7 separate regions of the Mus musculus genome follow, and regions 1, 2, 3, 4, 5 and 7 are each linked to region 6. Evidence: chromatin contacts called from public ChIA-PET, Hi-C, HiChIP or PLAC-seq and promoter capture Hi-C data. All regions are on one chromosome and are shown on one strand. The core of a region is the stretch at or near the end of the contact, and the rest is flanking DNA. Distances in the headings are between cores, read along the strand shown.

Evidence for each region. Promoter capture Hi-C pulls out the DNA fragments that hold promoters and counts their contacts. A called contact is a pair of places that touch in the nucleus more often than the background predicts. ChIA-PET counts read pairs in DNA pulled down with a chosen protein or histone mark. HiChIP or PLAC-seq counts read pairs in DNA pulled down with a chosen protein or histone mark.
Region 1: a Hi-C map of regulatory T cells shows a contact between it and region 6, with 2.9 times the contacts expected there. The contact joins the promoter of Fpgs here to the promoter of Nup214 in region 6.
Region 2: a contact with region 6 is called in an H3K4me3 HiChIP or PLAC-seq map of bone marrow-derived macrophages, with 3 times the contacts expected there. The contact joins the enhancer-like site here to the promoter of Nup214 in region 6. A contact is called at or near these places in 5 of 39 promoter capture datasets (the 3T3-L1 cell line, 3T3-L1-derived adipocytes, hippocampal neurons and 2 more), 1 of 115 datasets of contacts at active chromatin or transcription factors (bone marrow-derived macrophages) and 1 of 9 other capture datasets (liver).
Region 3: a contact with region 6 is called in a promoter capture Hi-C map of hippocampal neurons, with 2.0 times the contacts expected there. The contact joins the promoter of Hmcn2 here to the promoter of Nup214 in region 6. A contact is called at or near these places in 4 of 39 promoter capture datasets (the 3T3-L1 cell line, 3T3-L1-derived adipocytes, hippocampal neurons and 1 more) and 1 of 9 other capture datasets (pancreatic islet).
Region 4: a contact with region 6 is called in an RNA polymerase II ChIA-PET map of memory CD8 T cells, with 5 read pairs. The contact joins the promoter of St6galnac6 here to the promoter of Nup214 in region 6. A contact is called at or near these places in 1 of 39 promoter capture datasets (cranial neural crest) and 1 of 115 datasets of contacts at active chromatin or transcription factors (memory CD8 T cells).
Region 5: an RNA polymerase II ChIA-PET map of memory CD8 T cells shows a contact between it and region 6, with 12 read pairs. The contact joins the promoter of Dpm2 here to the promoter of Nup214 in region 6. A contact is called at or near these places in 2 of 484 Hi-C or Micro-C datasets (CD4 T cells and embryonic stem cells) and 2 of 115 datasets of contacts at active chromatin or transcription factors (large pre-B cells and memory CD8 T cells).
Region 7: a Hi-C map of embryonic stem cells shows a contact between it and region 6, with 5 times the contacts expected there. The contact joins the promoter of Fam102a here to the promoter of Nup214 in region 6. A contact is called at or near these places in 1 of 39 promoter capture datasets (pre-B cells), 2 of 484 Hi-C or Micro-C datasets (embryonic stem cells and muscle stem cells) and 2 of 115 datasets of contacts at active chromatin or transcription factors (extraembryonic endoderm stem cells and memory CD8 T cells).

Annotation. Positions count from the first base shown.
Region 1 is chr2:32,692,809-32,695,508 of GRCm38.p6, forward strand. It overlaps Fpgs (folylpolyglutamyl synthetase), which reads right to left and starts at 1,367. Exons shown (of 15, transcript NM_010236.2): 1 at 1,181-1,367. The coding sequence starts at 1,318.
Region 2 is chr2:31,296,812-31,299,511 of GRCm38.p6, forward strand. No RefSeq gene overlaps it. Among named protein-coding and RNA genes, the nearest start is that of Hmcn2, 16 kb to the right of the region's middle. Within about 2 kb of position 1,435, at least 129 of the 459 cell types and tissues checked have an H3K27ac peak or open chromatin away from gene starts, as enhancers often do. A contact at or near this core is called in bone marrow-derived macrophages, where this site is marked.
Region 3 is chr2:31,312,967-31,315,666 of GRCm38.p6, forward strand. It overlaps Hmcn2 (hemicentin 2), which reads left to right and starts at 1,366. Exons shown (of 98, transcript NM_001370902.1): 1 at 1,366-1,710. The coding sequence starts at 1,449.
Region 4 is chr2:32,605,582-32,608,289 of GRCm38.p6, forward strand. It overlaps St6galnac6 (ST6 (alpha-N-acetyl-neuraminyl-2,3-beta-galactosyl-1,3)-N-acetylgalactosaminide alpha-2,6-sialyltransferase 6), which reads left to right and starts at 1,404. Exons shown (of 7, transcript NM_016973.3): 1 at 1,404-1,530; 2 at 2,461-2,515. The coding sequence starts at 2,490. It overlaps Gm52551 (a long non-coding RNA gene), which reads right to left and starts at 2,320. Exons shown (of 2, transcript XR_003954025.1): 1 at 2,192-2,320.
Region 5 is chr2:32,569,459-32,572,158 of GRCm38.p6, forward strand. Dpm2 (dolichol-phosphate (beta-D) mannosyltransferase 2) reads left to right here and starts at 1,400. Exons shown (of 4, transcript NM_010073.2): 1 at 1,400-1,454; 2 at 1,748-1,837. The coding sequence starts at 1,452. Fam102a (family with sequence similarity 102, member A) reads left to right here. Exons shown (of 11, transcript NM_153560.4): 11 at 1-292.
Region 6 is chr2:31,973,061-31,975,760 of GRCm38.p6, forward strand. It overlaps Nup214 (nucleoporin 214), which reads left to right and starts at 1,390. Exons shown (of 36, transcript NM_172268.2): 1 at 1,390-1,548. The coding sequence starts at 1,504. Aif1l (allograft inflammatory factor 1-like) reads left to right here. Exons shown (of 6, transcript NM_145144.1): 6 at 1-382.
Region 7 is chr2:32,533,946-32,536,645 of GRCm38.p6, forward strand. Fam102a (family with sequence similarity 102, member A) reads left to right here and starts at 1,414. Exons shown (of 11, transcript NM_153560.4): 1 at 1,414-2,287. The coding sequence starts at 2,142.

The DNA.
Region 1 (2,700 bases), core at 117-2,616, 720 kb after region 6:
TATACCAGCCACGCTGCCTTTGCCGACAGCTATTTGGTGGGACAGCCCTGGCATATCTCCAGTTCTAGCAAAGATGGGAGCCATGGGCAAGCTAGCCCCACCCAGGGAGTGCCAGGTAAAGCTGGCAAGATTAACGGACCTTCATTTCCTGGGCTGCCTTCCCCAAGCTTCTATGCCCTCAGCCTTCACACACAAGACCAACCCTGGAAGGAAGGTTTTTTCCTTAATCTCTCTACCACTATACTGGACACCCACTGAGTGGGGGCCAGGACGTTAGAAATCTAGGAACTTTGAATTTTGGAATATTTGAGAGTTCCACCTTCTAACCCTAAGACAAGACAATGTAAGTAAGCAATTAGATCTGGAAGAGGAGGTACAGAGGGAGGGAAAGTACACTCAAGAGTTGTCGGGCCAGAATCCACAGGTGGGTACAGACAGCCTCAGGAGACGGCTTTGGGGGATGGGAGTGGAAACAGAAAATAAACAGAGAGGCCTAAATGAGAGGCATTTGAGGATATAAATCCAGTCGTGTGTTTCAATTACCCTACATTCTGAGAAACCTGTGCTTAGGCAGTTCCTTTCGGGCACCAGCTGGGTCGCCTGCCCTCTTATCCTCAAGGCTTGGCTGGAAGCCTCACAGCCCTAAACCGGTGCCACCTGCCTGGCCAGCATTAAGTTCTGGTCATTGACAACTGACCCTGGCACAGTTTGTAATCTACAGTTTGTTCTAGATTCTTGGTCTCTTTATTGCCTCTTTTTCTGCCTGCCCGCCGGTCAATTCTGAATACTTAGATTCCAGTCTTCGAGTCTTGGAGACCCCAATCCCAGATCCTCCTGGGTACTTCCACTCTGTACTCCAGAACTCCTCCCTTCCCTTCATCCTGCATTGCCCTGCATTGGAACTTCTAAAACTCAATTCAGATTCTGGACGTTCTGGTGTGTCACCTGCGCCCATTCCCTCTGCAACACCGGACACGCGCTCTCAGAATTCCCACATCGGGCCACCTGAGCTCAACTTTCCGGTCTCTGTCACCTCCCCTGGGCTCTGGGATGTCCCCGCCTCTCGAGCCCCGCAACTTCATGCTCCGGTGCCCCCAGCAGCTGGCGGAGAGCGGAGCAAGGCTCCGGTGCTGCCCACGTGTCAGTACGGGACCGTTTGCCCGCGGGAACGGTCAGAAACCTGATACTCCATGCCCGGCTCCTGTGGCGCTGGCCACGCGCTCATCCCCCGCCGCGCCGCGCCCTCCGTCGTTGCACCACGCGCAGAAACAGCTGCCAGGGACAGAGTCGAGCACAGTCGGCTCCGCGCCCACGACATAGTCTTAATGCCACCGCAAGCTAGGCCTGGGCCGGAGCCGCCCCGCTTCGCCCCGCCCCGCCCTGACGCCATCCTAAGACCCACCAATCCGAGTCTCTAGATTTTCCCGGACCAATGAGAAGCAGCGCCTTATCACGGCCATCTTTGTGAGGGGCAGATGGTCCGGAGGTGCGCTGCTCTCGCCATGCTTCTAGGGGGCGCTCTGCCGGGGAGGGTGGAGGGAAGAGGGTGTTCCTGGGAGGGGGTCCTCCATCTTAAAGGAACTCTGTACTCTTTTCGTCGCTATCCTCCACAGGTCTGTGCCAGGTCTTAAGGACTTCGCTGTACATCCAAAAATAGCCAATCCGAGCCAGCAGTTCTCAGTCCCGACTCCTTGGCAGAGAAGCTCTGAGCTGGAATAGAATTACAGGGCTGGCAGATGCCTGTGTCATCAATTCCCAGCACCGAAATGTCCTGGCTCACGCAGACAGTGGGGATGCAGCCTTTTCGGTCAAGAATATGACCCCGTCTCTCCAGGCTTTTTTTTTTTTTCCCCTTCGGTTTTTCGAGACAGGGTTTCTCTGTACAGCCCTGGCTGAACTGCAGCTCACTCTGTAGACCAGGCTGGCCTCGAACTCAGAAATCCGCCTGCCTCTGCCTCCCAAGTGCTGGGATTAAAGGCGTGTGCCACCACGCCCGGCCTCTCCAGACTCTTAACTCACTCTAGAAGCCTAGGAAGACTTCCCGGAAGAATGACACCCCTATCGAGGCCTGTGGGGTTCGGGGGGGGGATTTCCAGGCTAAGAAGGAGACAGTGGGAAAGACTTCCATTTGGTTGGACCGGGTTGCTCCCGGGATGCTTCATCAGCAGGGACCTGGAGCCCCGTATGAAATTAGGTTTGGAGAAATGGCTCAGTGGTTAAGTCTCAAGGTTCAAGTCTTAGGACCCACACTGCGGCTCACAATTGTAGACTCCAAACTGGGGATCTGACCCGACTCTGGCCTCCAAAAGCACAATGCAAACAGGCAAAAATATTAAGTAAAGATAAAAAAATTTTGGCTGGGCAGTGGTGGCGCACGCCTTTAATCCCAGCACTCGGGAGGCAGAGGCAGGCAGATTTCTGAGTTTGAGGCCAGCCTGGTCTACCGAGTGAGTTCCAGGACAGCCAGGGCTGTACAGAGAAACCCTGTCTCGAAAACAAACAAACAAACAAACAAACAAATAAATAAATAAATTGGAGTAAATTTGCTGGCTTTAGGGGAAGGTGTGTAATCTTATTGGGGCGTTGGAAACTCCCCCGTGGTAGAAAGTGGATTTGAGGGCCCTCTGGGGGAGGGAACAGTAGTCTCACCTTATTGTAGGTGAGGTACTTCCATTTGTGGAAGGCACTGGACAACAGCAA
Region 2 (2,700 bases), core at 185-2,684, 680 kb before region 6:
TCTCCAATCATATCTCCCCTGTCTTGTGCTGATGAGCAAGCTGTGGAGCAGGATTTAGTAAGAGCTTGTGACTGATGGTCTCTGTTCAAGAGAGCCTGTTACCGAGGAGGGTCTCAGTCCTCAGGAACTGTCCCTAGGTGGAAGCTGGAGGCCACTTACAGAGCCCAACCATATTGCATCCATGGAAGCGTCGAAAATCGATGGGGCTGAGAGATGCATCAGTAGTGGGATGCCTCCTCTGAACGCATGAGGACCTGAGTTCAAATCCCCAGCCCCATGTAACAGGCATAGCTGTGCAGGGTGCAAGGGAAGCCGGGCAGGCACATGGGTATGCTTGCTGTGGAGGCTGCCTGCTGGCAGATCTGGAGGGACAGCTTAGGGGCTCTGAGGGCTGAGAGCACTGGCTGGCACATCCATCCTGCCTCACATCGCCCTGGACAGGCAGGCCTTGACCTTAGTGGGTGACTTACTGTGCTGGTTTCACCTAGGAATTCTCCCTCCTCCCAGGGGAGTGAGCTCTCTATGGTAGCTCAGCTGGTTTCCTTCCCAGTGGGAGTCTTCCACCTCCCCCTTCCTCACTCCAATATACAGGGCAGAAACATCATAGTGGAGAAATTTTTATTTACACTCGTGGTGAGATTTTAGTCTACCATGGCTGGGAAGATATGGTGGTGGGAGTGCAGGCAGGTCCTCCTCAGGCTTACTCAAACCAGGGAGCAGAGAACTACCTCCAAACCAGAAGGGGATTAGTAATCTCTAAGGTCCAGGGCACGTCTGCCAGCTAAGCTGTCTACAGGCCAAAAGTTCTACAAAACTCCAAAACAGAACCACTAGGCAGGGACCAATACCAGTGTTTAATGTACTGGTTTGCAGGGGACACCTCACAGTCGAACCATAACAAAATACCCAGGGCACCACTTGGGGTGAACAGGACCGGGCAGAGAGGAGCGGGAGGTGGGGATGGTGGTATAGATTCAAAGGAGGATCCCTGCAGTGGTCACTGCCTCCCTGCCCTCCTCAGCAGCCGGTCTGCCCTCTCCCACCCTGCCTGACATCCATCCACCTTGTCCTCTTGGCTATCTTCTGGCCATAGTGGTGGGCATAGAAAGAGCATCAAAATCCTCTGAGTTTGGGAAACTGAGCTCTTGGAAAGTTGTTGCCTCCTGCACTTCCTTTCATCAGGGCGGGGTGTGGAGCAAAGGACTACATTTCCCAGCCTCCCTTGGGCAAGGGCGGCCATGTGGTTCAGTTCTAACCAATGGAGTGAGAGCAAAGAAACTTGCTTCACCCTCTTTGAGTCCGTTGGGCCAGACTCCAAAAAAACAAAAAACAAAACGAGCGTTTCTGGGATCTCGTCCCCATCCCCGTCGCCACACAAGCCCAAGACTGAGTTTGTCTAGGAAGAGAAATGCACGCGTGTCTTGACTACGCCGTCTCGGGTCTCTGTCACCAGTCTGATTTAGATCATCTCCAAAAGATTGTGTGTGCCTTTGGGTGGATTTAACGATCCGATGTCTCTTCTAAGTATTTGCATGTAAATTCTCCTTTGCCAAGACGATTAAATAAAAACAAACAGACAAACAAACAAACAACAACTGTACCTGCGTGGGACGAAGTTTCAGGTCATTGTTTTGTCTCCTCCCTTCCCCGTCTCCCTTTCTCCTCCTTCCCCAGGGTATCCTCTGCCTCCTTTAAAGTCCAGAGGATGGATGTTTCCAGGACAAAGGATCCCGTGGGGGACATCTCTGCTTTGCCGAGAGACTTAGGATCTAGTGGCTGTGGACTGGCCAGGGTATCCACTTGGAGTCTACCAGGAGGTGTCCAGGAAGGACTTTGTAGGGACCCTTCGGTCAGGGACCAGGGCTCATGGTCTGTTTCATCTTCTGTCTCAGAAATTGTGTCCTTTCCCCTGGTGAGACCCCAGGCTAGCCACTCACTTCTGCAGATCTCAGGGGTCAAACCATTCCTGAGTCCTGAAATCCACTCCCTCCCCCCGCCCCCCTGCCTCTGGAAAATCAGGAAGAGTGGGAGTGGTGGTGACTTCTGGAACAATCCTGGGATAGAGGAGGTCTTAGTGCTCTATTGCTGAGGGAAACCTTAACCACACAACTCCTATAAAAGAAAACATTTTATTGGGGCTGGCTTAGAGTTTCAGAGGCTTAGTCTATTATCTATTAGCGTGGTGGCACACAGGCAGGCATGGTGCTGTAGAGGGAGCTGAGAGCTCTGCATCTGAAATCCCAAGGCTGTATCCACAGTGACAGACTCCCTCCAACCAGGGTGGACCTCCTAATCTCTGTCACGTATCGGCACTCCTTGATAAGCAAGTGTTCAAATATATGAGCCTTTGCGGGGGGGGGGGGGGTCCTATTCAAACCACCACAAAGAGCTGGTCCTGGATTAGCCCCTGGACCCCCCAATTTTCCAACGGGAGAGGTGGAGAAGGTAGGGAGACGAGTGATCACTTCTGGGTGCTTGCACTCCTTGCACACAGCTCCTCTTCTCTGTGCTTCCCAGGAAGCCTGGTGGAATGGCTCCTCTATGTAAGTCCCCATTTTAACATTTAGCAGATGAATGAGTGGTCATTCTGATACTCACAGCTGACCCTAGATCCTTTCTGTACCCGGATTCTCCGCTTTAGCTCATTTAATACTTGCAGGAACACCCTCTAGAGGCTGTGACTGGTATTACACTCACATT
Region 3 (2,700 bases), core at 116-2,615, 660 kb before region 6:
ATTGCAGTGGAAGGTCACACACCCAGGCACAGTCCCAGTGATACAGTTTAGTCAGAACTAGGATGAGGACACACAGGGTTGTGGATGCAGAACAGAGTGGTCCCAGCAGCCTCAAAGATGGAGGAACTGAGGCTGGTCCAAAGGAGAAGAGACAGTGTGGAGTGGCTTTGCTCCTGGCTGAGGTGTTTACAGAGGAAGGGTCAAGAGAGTGTCGCCTCTATAGCCCAGAGCTCTCAGCTATGTCCAGGGTTTCTCTGACTTCACCCAGGGTGTTGTACACAGAAAAGACCCTAAGAAATCAAACATGCTTGCCAAAGCTGCCCCCTCCAGTCAAGCAACATCTAATGAGTCACCACCCTGTGGTGGGGTGGACGCTAAGGCACACTCTTCACTCCAAGGGGCTCTTGGTCTGTAAGGACAGAAACCACTGGGAGTGTACCGCCTGGGAGAGTGAAGGGCTGCAACAGAATGGAGGGAAACACCTCTGGCCAGCCCAATGGTGAATGGAGCATTCTGCCCAGCCAATGATGAGTACCCCAACAGCCCAATGGCAGAGAGAGAGCACCCCCAACCTGATTGTGCAGAGGACATCCTCATTTGGCCCACTGGCAGAGGCAGCACCTCCCACCCAGCTGGCAGAGGAACCATCAAAGGATGGTTGAACCCAGCCCAGGCAGCCCCTAACAGGTGCCGCAGCCACTTCATATGCAATCCATGAGTCCGCTTGGACAGGTGACCAGAGGAGTGTGTGCCCAATCCTGTGGAGTCCCCATATGACCTGTAATGATGTCTTACAATACTCAGGGGAGACGGAAGAGCCTGAGGGACTTGGGGTCCTTCTATATTTGGCTTCAGATGCTGCCTACACCATTCAGTAATGGGCTCATCGCCGAGTCTTGCATCAAATACGTTTGGTCTTAGTATCTTCCCCAAGGATTACCGTAAGTTTCCAGACTTTATCTGTGGGATGCCGAGGCCATAGTGAACGCCAGGCTTAGGTTTGTTGATTTTGACAAGAATAATTACAATATTGGGGAGGCTCAGAACCACTGATAGAGGTAGCAGTGAGTGCAAAGCCTGTCTGAGCCAGGCTTGGATTGCTCCTGTGGCCTCTCCGCCCCCGCAGAAGGGCTTGCAGGTGTCCGCGGATTCCCGCACCCTCATCCCTCGCCCTTGGCCGTGGCCCCACCTCCCTCCTGCCTTCTGCCTTGCGTCCTCCTCTAACCTCGGGGCTGGACCAGAGAGCCGAGGGGCTGGGAAAGTTTGAGTCACGCCGCGGGGCGCGGGGGAGGGGTGCGAGAGGCGGGGTGGGCATTAGGGACCGCCTCGGGCTCCCACCAGGGGAACCCCGCCGCGCCCCTGTCCGGTGAACCCGCTAGAGCGAGACTGCACTGCCATCTCTCACTGCGACCTGCGGGTCCCATCAGGGCTGCAGCCTCCGGCTCACCATGACGCCTGGGGCGCAGCTCCTGCCGCTGCTCGTGGCGATCTCTACAGCAGTGGCGGCGGTGGTCACGTCTGACGCGCCCACGAAGACGCTGTCCCCCGCCACAGGAGACGCCACCCTAGCCTTCGTCTTCGATGTCACCGGCTCCATGTGGGATGACCTGATGCAGGTGATCGACGGCGCCTCGCGCATTCTGGAGCGCAGCCTGAGCAGCCGCAGCCGGGTCATCGCCAACTATGCGCTGGTGCCTTTCCACGACCCAGGTAGAGCCCCTCGCCGGCCGTTCTCAAGGTCTCCCCACCGCGCGGCTCTCGAGGTTCCCTCCTTCCCCCCAAGTCCTCGAGGTGTCATGCTTTGGTGTCCTGTCCTCTCCACCCCTCACCCCTGCTGCTCGTCCAGCCTTGCCTGGCGCACAGCAATAAGCAGAACCTTAGCATCTTCTGGCACATTTCCCTTGCCTGGCCACGCCCTCTCCTGCATCCCCAGGTTGGCACTGAGGTTACAAATTTCTAGCAGGCGACCAAAAGCTTCTGAGTCTCACCCTCTCCATTTGTGAAGTGGGAACATGTGTGGGGATGTTGGCAGTAGGTGCCAGGAACCTGTGAGGTTTTTGGTTCTCGATTTTATTTTGCCTGCCTGCCCTTTCTTCCTCCTTCCCTCTCTCTCCCCTTTCTCCTCCTTTCCTTCCCCTTTGTGAGGCAGATCTCCTGTAGCTCAGGCTGGTCTCCCAGTGTTCTGTGTAGTGGAGAATGACTCTGAACTTCTGATCCTCCGGCCTCAGCTTCTAGAGCGCTGGGATCGCAGACCTGCACTAACATAGCCCCTTTATCCGGTGCTGGGGATTGAACCTGGGGCCCATGCACACTAGGCAAGCTCTGTGCCGACTGCCTGTAAGATTTTAGGTGCTGTTTGTTTGTTTGTTTGTTTGTTTGTTTGTTTTAGAGTCCTCTCCCAGCTTGCATGTGAGAAGCCAGGACATGGCTTTCAGGGGGAACTGCAGCCCTTTGTGGAACCCCTGGCTGATAGTAACAGCCTGTTGCCGGTTCCCTTTTGCCTGCCTACTTCAGCAGAGTGAAATTTCCCAGCAAAGCATGGCTCCCTGACACCTGCTGATTCCCCGCTCCCCCCCCCCCCCCCGCAGTCACCCTGTTAGCTCAGGGTTGAATATGCTCCCCGAAGCCTCACCACCAAAAGTCCCCTGCACCCCGGGGAGAGATGTCCCCCACAGCCTCAACCCTAACTACTTTTCTCAA
Region 4 (2,708 bases), core at 154-2,653, 630 kb after region 6:
CATTCTCCTGTTAGTAGATATCTGGACTATTTCTACTCTTGTGTTTCAAACTGTCCAGCTGTGACCTTCACTGTGTACATCTGCAGGACCTAATAGGTACCTAGGGTGGGGAATGGAAAGTTTTACTATGATGTTTTCCTAAGTAATTACAAAACAGAACTCTTTAAACATGCTTTCTCTTCCTAAATCTCCCCATCACCCTCTCAGGCATGCACGTTAACCCTCGTTCCCAGCCTCTTAGAACACTATGGGTAGGCAGTCTTTGTTTATGTAACCAGCTTTCTAACAGGCTACATATGCACATCCCTGTGTCCATACATGCACATCCCTGGATGTCTGGAGGCCAAAGGTCAGCCTCCAATGTTCTTTCCTTGACCTGGGAGGCCCAGAAAGGGTAAGCTAGCTGGAGGGGTCTCCTGTTCTTCCCACCCCCAGAATGGGGATTACAAACACGTGACGTCGCTGGGCGGGGGTAGCACACGGCTTTAATCCCACCACTTGGGGAGGCAGAGGGATCTCTGTGAGTTCAATGCCAGCTTGGTCTAGAGAGCAAGTTTCAGGACAGCCAGGGCTACACCAAGAAACCCTGTTTCGAAAGACAGAAGCAGAACACGGCATCGAGTCTGACATATTGACTATCTCCCTAGCCCTCAGGTTGCATTTTTCTTTAATTTTTCATTTTATTTTATGTGTATGGATGTTTTGCTTCCACATGTCTGTGTACCACATATATGTGCAGTACCCATGGATGCCAGAAGAGGGCGACAGATCCTCCTAGGACTGTGCTGGGAGTGGACCCCAGGTCCTCTAGAAGAGTTGCCAGTATTTGTAACTGCTGAGCCATCCAGTTGGTTGGGTCCAGATTGCTTCCTTTTAGTCACATAAAATAGTGCAACGAATATTTGAGGGTAGGATGAAGAGAGTTGAGCCAAGATCTCTCCATGTACCCCTGGCCGGCCCGGTACTCACTATGTCTATCAGGCTGGCCTTGAACTTGCAACAGTCTTCCGCCCTCTTCTATCTCCTAAGTAGGGTGCAGGCCTCTAAGCTACCAGGCCCATCAAAAGCTACGTTTTCAAACGTTGCTCTCTCCATTTTCCGGAGATAAGGAGATGAAGTACCAAGCTGCCTAGGGGATGGTTACTGGGTCTCTACGAGGGGGAGTCCAGGTAATTAATAACCAGAGTTCGAACCCAGTGATCTCCGCGTTTCGGATTCCCCATCCGAGGTCCTGGTGTCCATTTGGAGAGAGAGAAATGGATGAGATTTGGGATGGGGCGCGGGGCACGAGGGTGCTGTGGGAGAGCGTCTCTCCTCTCTGGCACCTCCCTGGGGCGGGGCCATCCGCAGCCTGAGGCTCCGCCCTCTCGCTCGGCCCTAACGGGACTGCGAGCGCCGGCGCTAGGACCCGGCGGGCTGGAGCTGCGGCGGGGCCTGGGCGGCCAGAGCGGCGCGGACCCCGGTTCTCGGCTCCCGGCGCCATGTGACGGGGTGCGGGGGCCGCGGGGGGCCGGGCGCTCCCCGGCGGAGGTGAGCCGGTGCTGCGCGGGGGCGGGCAGCAGAGCGGGAGGGGGCTTGTGCTTGCGCCTCGGCAGTGGGGAGCCGCTGATAAGGGGGGAGCCCCAGGGCTCCCCGAGACCCACTCTGCTTGCTAACTGCACCCCGAGATCTAGCGGGATTCTTTGGGCCTCTCGTGTTGGAGATGGGGCGACCCTGCCGCGGCCCCGCACCCCTCCCCTGCAGAGCCGGGGTCAGGATAGGATGCTTGACCCTAGGGTGCAGCGGCAGAAGATGGGGAGCGGGGCTGAGCCTCTCACGAGGCACTCGGGGGTACCCTGCTCCCGTCACCTGGAGAAGCCCCAGAGCGAGCTCAGGGTGCGGCCCTCACCCTCAGCCCAGAGCTCAGCCTCCGCAGGTCCAGCCTTGGAGCTGAGTCTAGGCTTCTGGGCTGCCACCTCCCCAGCGGAGTCAGCAGCTCCCCACCAGGCCTGGCCACTCCGAGCCGAACTAGATGTCTGGCGCACGCACAGGCTACAAGGGGACCCTCCCGGGAGACCCTTTCAGGCTCCGCCCTGTAAACAAACACTACAAGATTCCCCCCTCCCCCGCTTGCTCCTGCTCCCTGCGAGGCGCGTTGCCTCTCTGATCCCTCAGTCTCCTCATCTGTGAAATGGGGAGCAAGAGCACCTACCAGGCGTTGCCTTGAAAAGTGTGTAGGCAGGCGATGCTTTGCGTAGCTCCGGAGCATGTTTCGTAATATAAGGGAAGTCCCCGGCTTGGGGTCAAGAGGGGGAGGATTGTTTCTGGGACAGGCTTGTGCAGGGGCGGGCATTGAACGGAGTAACCCGAAGGCTTAGGATTTCTGATATAGTACTTTCAAGCCTTCGGCTCTCCTTTTCACAAATGCATGCATCTTTCCAGTCGCCCCAGGAGTTACCAGTTCTTATTCCCATTTCACAGATGAGGAAACTGAGGCTCAGAGAGGTCACATGGCTTGCTCGAGGCCCCCCAGCCAGTAAGTGTGGACCCGACATTCGCACTGGCACCTGATACGCTGTTCTGACCATGGCGTTCTCAGAGCAGGACCGTGACGGGCCTGACCGGGGGAACCGTAGTCCTGGCTGAGGGCACTGCTCAGGCAAAGGTGGGAAAGTGGGGCGTGGGCCTGGGACCTGGAGTGCTCCAAGTGTCTGGAGCACGGGGCATGC
Region 5 (2,700 bases), core at 150-2,649, 600 kb after region 6:
GACAGTTTAATGTTTCTATTAGAGAGATATAAAAGATCTGCAATATTTTTAGGGTTCTTTTCTGGTTACCCTACAGCTGACCACGTGGTCTGGCAGGATGAGCAGGCCCATCTTCTTCTGTGGGGAGAATTTGCTTTTGTGTTATTCCTTTCTAACCAGGTTACCACTGCACCCCATTCCGTGGGCTGTTCATATCTGTCTCAGCTTATAATAGAAAATTATGTCATATGGGGAAATCAGCCTAGTGTCAATGTTTGGTTTGGGGGTGGAATTAAATGCCGATGTTTTTGTTACTGCTTTTTGTTGGTGTTTCTTTTCATTCTCATCACCGTGTTGACTTGGGGGCTGCTAACAGGAGTTAGCCATGTATGTGTAAGATGACATGCTGGGGAAAGTAGGTTAGTGTTCTCCAGTCTGACCCCAGTCATAATGCTCACCACAAACACACACATACATATTACATATATGTCCACACATGTTTGTATGAATATGAATGGGCACTTGACAAAGGTCGGAGAACACCTGTTACTCCTGAACCTCTTCTTGTTTGAGACGGTGTCTCACTCTGGTTTTGGGGAAAGAATAAAACGTTTTTATTTGGTATTTATAAGGTTTCCTTTAGCCATGAGGTTTAAGGAGACCTACTACTCCTCATGCCTCCAGAGTGTTGGGACTACAGAAATGCACCACCATGCCCAGCATCAATTCGGGGATCTTAAAGCCCCACTTTTGGTCCTAATCATCGAAGAAACTGGTTAAAAATACCTGTCAGGGCACAAAGAGGGAGCTGTTGCCTCTGGTTGCAGAAATGGATAACCTGCATGGTGTAGCATTTGGAGAAGAATGGATCTACAGCAGCTAGCCCCATATGCCATGAGAGTAGTGTTCTGGGTGAGAAACAGAAGAAAAGCATGAAAGATAATTTGGCCCAGCGCCCCTTGGTTCTAAGAGGGCCATTCTGAAACCTCTGGCAGTGGACAATGAAGGGAAGCCTAGAAAGTTCCCTAGGAAGCCAACCAGTGGAAATTCTCATAGGCCAGGCCAGTGGTGGTCATTCTATACAGACTCTTCCATTAACAGTTTCAAGGCCAGAATGTAGAGCCTTTGAATTCTGATGTCTGCTTCAACAACCAACTCATTATGATCTATCCCTTTCCGGGACTTCCAACTCTGGGGTACATCTCACTCTGGCTTGGGACTGTAGGATAATGTTTAAATGATTATTGTTTGGGAAGGGTCTGACAGGGATGTAGCCACAAAAACCTGAAAGTCTGAGCTCCCGGCCCTACAGTTCCCTGCAGAAACTACATTTCCCGACATGCACTGGAGGGCGGGGAAAAGTGCCCGCACGTCAGCTCAGACGAGTCTCCGCGTGTCACGTGATTTACAAGCCGGAAAGGCCTAAACCAGGAACCGGATGTATTTTGTTGCTCCGGCGGAACGCTGGAGAGATGGTGAGCCTGGGGTGGAGTACATGTGTGATTTGAGGGTACCAGGGGTCGGGGCTCTGAGTAAGAGTCTCCTTGGGAGATGGAGTTGGGCTCTCCAAACCCAGATCGCTCTCTCCACCGCTTGCAGACAGGTGACACGAGGCCTGACGTGGCTTTCTAAACCCGAGAGCCACTTCTAGTAAGCCCTCCGTGGTTCTAAATGAATGAGAGGTTTGGAGTGTAAACCGGCTGCTCCGACCCTCCGTTAGTGCTTGTACACGAGCCATCTCGCCTGCTGAGCCTTTATTTTTCTCCAGGCCACCGGGACAGACCAAGCAGTAGGATTTGGCCTTGTCGCCGTTAGCTTGATCATCTTCACCTACTACACCACTTGGGTGATTCTCTTGGTATGTGTGCCCCACCCCCACCCCGCTCACCTTCATTTTGCTCTGGATCTCTAAGCCAGTTTCCTAACGCGACTTAATCAGCGTCTGTGTGCCAGCGTCTGGATGTTTAGCTAGCTCTAATCTCACGAAATCTACACTATGGTGCTTGCAGATGGTGTCTACATTTTATAGATGAGGAGGCTAAGACTCGGGGAGAAGGCTGTTTCTCAGCCTCTGAACTGCCGCACAGTGAGGCTTTATTTTGTGTTTGTCCTCCTGGTTAGCCAGCAGGTTCCTGGGTGTAGCAGTCGCCGGTGGAGTTTATTAACATCTCAAGTCTCTCTCTCTCTCTCTCTCTCTCTCTCTCTCTCTCTGCCTCTCTCTTTAATGTGGGAAATTTTGTTAGTTATTGTTTTAAAGTACACTGTGCTTGGAAAGGGGCATCTTGCAGTACTTGGTATCCTTCAGAGAGGAAAGTTAGGTGGGCTGACCTTCGGTGATGAAGAGAACTGGCTGATTCTCCAGAGGACTGGGGTTCAAGTTCCAGCACCCACATGGCCAGCTACAACCATCTGTAACTCCAGCTCCAGGAGACCCAGCAAAAGTCCCTGGAACGGAACGCCATTGCTGCTTAAGTTGTGTTAGGAGTTAGATTGGAGATCCAGGGCTTGGATGAAAGTACACCTGGACTCACAGGCACAAATGCATGATCAAAAAATAAAGACCTCTTTAAAAGACCTAGAGTTCTCAGAAGGCAGAAGAAGGGGGGAGGGCAGCTTGGTGAGGTCAGCCAGGGCCTCAGAAATCAAAAAGGATGGTTTCCAGCACTCACAAGGCCCAGGCAGTATTCAACAATACAGAGACAATATGGTGGGTCTCTTGTT
Region 6 (2,700 bases), core at 140-2,639:
CACCTCCATAAAGGAGTGTGCCACTGACCTCTGCAGAGCACAGAAAGAGGCAGTGGTCTGAAGATCAATCTATGGGAAGACTTAAGAATGACCCTTTAATGGAGGAGTTGGCATATATTTCAAGTTGTGTCTGTTGGTTCCAGGGTTTTTAACCTCTCTAGTTAAGGGCTTAGCTTTCTTGGGACATCGGCTGCCTTATTTCTGAAAAAGACCAAATGTAACTGGTGTAACCAGCAGTTTGGGGATTGCCAAGTATGGCTTTGCCCTGTGACTCAAAAGATGTTTGTAAGGTAGATTTGGGTGAGTGCCATTATTGTGTGCATGTGTGTATGTATGGATGGGATGTGGTCTCCTGCAGACTGAAATAAACTAGAGCAATTTATCAGTGTCTTTGTGTTTCTTGGGGACAGCTCTGGGCTCAGTAAATTCAGAAGAGCTAGCTGACAACAGGTACCAAGTAAATGAGTGTGTCCTGGGTCTCCCATGTCCCAGACAGACAGTTGACGTCATCTGATTAAGCCCAAGACCCAGGTCTACTGTTAGCATTTTACAATGAATAGAGGCTTGCACACATGCAACTTGTTGAGAGACTGCATCTGACAGAATGTGCCCTCTGGAGCTGACCCACCAGCTCCAAGTTAGGAACCTCTTTTATAATTCTACTCCAGAAATGTCTTCAACATCAGTCAGTATACGCAGATCTGAATCTTAACCCTTCCTGGCTGAAAGCTATTGGATAATTTAACTGCTTTGTGTGGAATTCTCTTATTACATATTTTTTTCCAGACAGGGTCCCATGTAACTCAGGATATCTAGAGATTGCTATGTAGCCTAGGAAGACCTTGAATTCCTGACCCTCTAATCCCCAAAAGCTGAGATGATAGCCGCGCACCATTTGCGATGTGAAGTGGATATGGCTTATGATCTGAAACGATTGCCTTGAAAACAGTAAACAAAACCGATCTTTTGTCCCTTTTCCTCTCCGTTTTTAAAAGGGTTCTGCACCGGCACACAGTGCAGTCCACCCGCTAACCGAACCTCTCTGTCCGCTCTTCCCAGCAAAAAAGTTCCTAACTTCTCTAAGTCGGAAGCTTCTAAGAGCCCTGCAGGTAAGTGCTACCGGGAAGCATCGAGAGTCTCAGGAAGGCCGAGCGTGCCTCTCTCTAAGGAAGAAAATTAAATAGCGAGGCTGCGCACGCAGCATCCAAAGGAAGGCGGACTCCGGCCCGCGCCTCATGGCCACACCCACTGCGCGGAACCGGCCAATGGGGCCTTGTGGATTGGCAAGCGCGCGACTTCCGAGCAGCCCTCGACTGCCTCCGAGCACACTAAAAACCGGCCTGGGTGACGTCAGTCACGCGCGCCGGAAACGCGCATCTACCACGCGCCGCGGGCGCTGAGGGAAGGAAGTTGAGGCCTGAGCGGCCTGAGCTGTGTTTGAAAGGCCGCGGGTGGCAGCGGCAGCGCCAGCAGCAGCTACTTGAACACCCTGAAGGCGGCACGATGGGAGACGAGATGGATGCCATGATCCCTGAGCGGGAGATGAAGGTTAGAGCCTGGCCGGGGCCTCCCCGCCTGCGTAGTCCTGGAGTTGCCTTGGAGCCTCGCCTCTGCCGGCTGCTCCTGCAGTTCGCAGGGTCGCGATCGCTCGCCCCACAGAGCGTCCGCAGCTCTGCGTGTCGCGGGCCTGAGTTCCCTGCAAGTGCAGGTACCTGTCCTTGCGTGGGTTTGTCCACGCCTTCTGAGTTACCCCAGGTACTCTGATGGGCTGGTCGCCTTACTGGTGACAGCGATTCTTGTTTATTGAGTGAGACGTACTGTCGCCACCGTCGCTGCAGCCCTTACGACCAGCTTAGAAAGAGGAGCGCATTGAAGCCTTGAAAGCAAATGATCCAAAGTCACGTGGCAAAAGCCTTACATCTCTCTTACGATTTAGGCATGGTCTCTTGTAGCTCAAGGTGGCTTCTGGTCTTGGGCTCTTGTCTCTGCCTCCACCTCCCAAGTGGTGGGATTATTGGTGTGCATTACCACAGTTGGCTTAGACGCTCAGTTCTTATTAGCTCTCTATACTTGAGGGTGGTCCAAACTACCTAAAGTGGAGCCAAGAAACACTATCTGCCTTCAAAACCCCTAGTTAGTAGGAACAGGAAGTCAAGTTTGGCACTGGAAATCAGCTTGAACTCATGAGACTAAAGGAAAAGCAAGCGAACCCTAAGTGATCCCCATGCTACAACTTCTGGATACTGTGTTAATAGTTGGCTTATATACTCTGACAGAATGGAAAGGCAGGGGACCGTAGACAGTTGGAAATGAGTGAGTTGCAGGAAGGTGTTAGCCATTTGTGTGACCGGTGAGTCGCTAAAATGCACATGGGTCGAGTGCTCCATATCATGCTTAGAAACAGTGGCTCTTCCTTGAGTCAGCACATGTGCTGAGCCCGGTAATGGGCAAGCTTCATGTTCCTCAGATATGTTCGGGTAGAGAATTTAGAACCACAGGGCTAATAGCAGTATTTTAATTCCTGCCAAAAGCAGAAAGGAGAGGTTTGGGTTTTGGGTTTGTCTGTTGTGTTTGTTTTGTTTTGTTTTGTTTTGTTTCTTTTGTGTTGCTTCATCACACTGGCCCACCACAAAAAAAGCCACCAAGCCCCAGTGGTACAGTCATGACTATTAGGATGATAATATCAAAAAAGATAGATGA
Region 7 (2,700 bases), core at 164-2,663, 560 kb after region 6:
TGCCTAGCTACATCAGGGAGGTCTGGATGGATTGGTTCGTTTCATCTCCAATCTGACTGCGTTTTCCACATTATGGGACAATTATGAGGAGCAGAGATTGCCACCCATGCTTCTGAAATGTAAGCTCAGGAAGTCTTCATGCACATGTCCAAACATGATATCATGCATGGTATCAAACATGATGTCCGGCAGAGAATTTACATCTCAAATGCCAATCAGCCCAACTCTCTTTAATTTTCCACAGGGAAGTCCAGCAGACCTTAACTTATCTCCTGCCCGGATCAAAAACGGCCTTTCACTCACCCATTTCCCCATTTTCTTTCCTCCAAGTTATCTGATGCCAGAACAATCAAGTCACTATCTAGCTCAAAAAACCAGGAGATGCCTCCTTCTTTGCTCTGGTCTACAAGACTGGGCCAGATTCTAGCCTGATCTGCTGTTCTCTCAAATTAGAATTCATCCAGGGATACTCCACAAACTTTTTGAGTACCATGCTGCCGGGCCAGCAGGCCTCTAGTGACTGCCACTGCCTGTACCCCGATGCTTGGCCGGCTTTGTGTCAGAATCCTTTGAACTTCCGTTCCAATCCGAAAGCACACGCCTCCTCTGACCTCCCTACTTGAGTTCTTCAGCAGACTCTCAGATCCAGTCTTTCCACTGGGTGCCTGCCTGACTCAGGACAGAGTTCCTAAACACTGGCGGCCTGGATAAAAAGAATCATAAAATGCCGATAGTTTGGAGAGTACGAGGTCCCCAAGGTGTCCTTTGCCATAACTATCGGGAAACTTTAAACAAAAGCCTTAGATAACAGCCTGGAACCAGGCAGGCCGAGTCACAAGGTTGCCGGGCTCCAATGGATCTTCAAGAGCGGCAAAGCCAGGACAGATGCTTGTCATTTTTAGAGGCGAGCAAGACCTGCATAGGTCTTGAGACACCTCTGCGATTGTTTTCCTGAGAACAGGGGTGCTACCTCCTCAGCCTGCTTCATTGCTCACTGAGCTCAGGTCTTGGCGGGATCCGGGCAGGCCGTTCTAGCCCTAGTTTCCAGATTGTTTCCCCTAGTCATTGTTTCTCCTTTTCTTGGGCTCGCGCTCTCCTCCCGTTCTTTCCAGTGCCGGCCCCCACACCCCGCGACCTCCCACCGCCTCTCCGCACCCCCCCCCACCGCGCTTCTCAAGGAGGCGGGTCCAGCCCCGCGAGCGCTCCAATCCGAGCGCCCTCAACTGGCCCTGCCTCCGCGAGCCCCGCCCCACGCCACCGCCAGCCAATAGAAATTCGTGTTCGTACAGTCGGCCTGTCCAATCGCAGGTTGGCTGTGAGCCTCGCGCGCCCCGCCCCTGCTGCTCTCGGCCGCGGCTCCGCGGGCGGTCGCGCCGGGGCTTCGGCATTCTCCGAGCAGCGCCGAGCTGCGTCGGGCTCAGCCGGCTGCGTCCGGAGGTGCGGGCGACGGCGCCGCTGTGCTCCAGCGGTGCTAACCGAGGCAGAAGCCATCCGGCCGGGTCGGAAGGCGCCTGAGACTCGGGCAGGGCAGGAGCGGCGTAGGTCCCAGGACTGAGCGGGAGGCGGACCGGCACACGTTCCCGGCCCGGCAGAGCCTCCCGAAGCGGTCCCTGCAGAGCCGGGTCGGTCGCCGAGGTGGCTTCCGCTTCCCGGGGCCTCACCTGCGCAGGCCGCGGTGCGCCAGGTGCGGAGGCGTGTGCGTCGCCTGGGCACCTCCCACGGCAGCCAGCGGGGCGGAGGCGGGGCCGCCGCCCGGGTCTCCAGCGGTTCGCCCGGCCGTCTCCGTCAGTCTCACCGGTCCGCCGGGCCCCGCGGATCGGGATGCTGCTGCTCGCTTGCGAGCCGCCCTCCACGCCAGCCCCCGCTGCCGGGGCCGCACCTCGCTGTTTACATGTCAGTGGAGCCCGGGTTCCCCGAGGGTGAGAGCAGCCGGCTCACTGGACCTGGGGCTCCGAACTCAGATCCTCTCCTGCCCGCAGCCTCCGCCGCCATCTGGACTGGATCCAGCTCTGGTGTTTTTGAGGAGGGGGGTGTGGTGTCGGGAAAGGAATCCTGGGGTTTTCTAGTATCCCCTTCTTTTTTTCTTTTTTCTTTTCTTTTTCTTTTTGGCCCTGCGGGCTTCAGACTCAGGGAACTTGCTCATGGCTTTTTTGATGAAGAAGAAGAAATTTAAATTTCAAACCACTTTCACCTTGGAGGAGCTGACTGCGGTCCCCTTCGTGAACGGGGTCCTCTTTTGCAAGGTCCGGCTGCTGGATGGCGGGGATTTTGTCAGCTTGTCGTCCAGGTAGGCATTGAGGTTTTCGCGTTTGCAGGGGAGGGTGGGGAGTGCTGATGAGTGAGATCTAGCCACTTGGCAAATGTGGAAGACTCAGCTAGGGACGGATGGGCAAGGGGCCCGCCTGGGGAAAGATTTGCTCTAAGCAGGACTTAGGTCTGAGTGAGCTGGCAGAGCGCCTGGCATTTGTCTGCAGGTGACCAGCCAGAAACCTTTTAGGGCCCTGCGTGCACTCTTCAAGTCACCCGTTTTACAGATTTGTATGGAGAGAGCTGACTGAGATTTTCACTTTAAGGGATTAAGTAAGGGTGTCTCAGGCCACCTTGCCACCAAGCTGGCTCCTGTGGCTGTCATACGATTGAGAGATTGGGCCAGCCAGGGCTCTCTGGCTCTCTCCCCTTGGCTGGGAAAGCCCAGTTCCA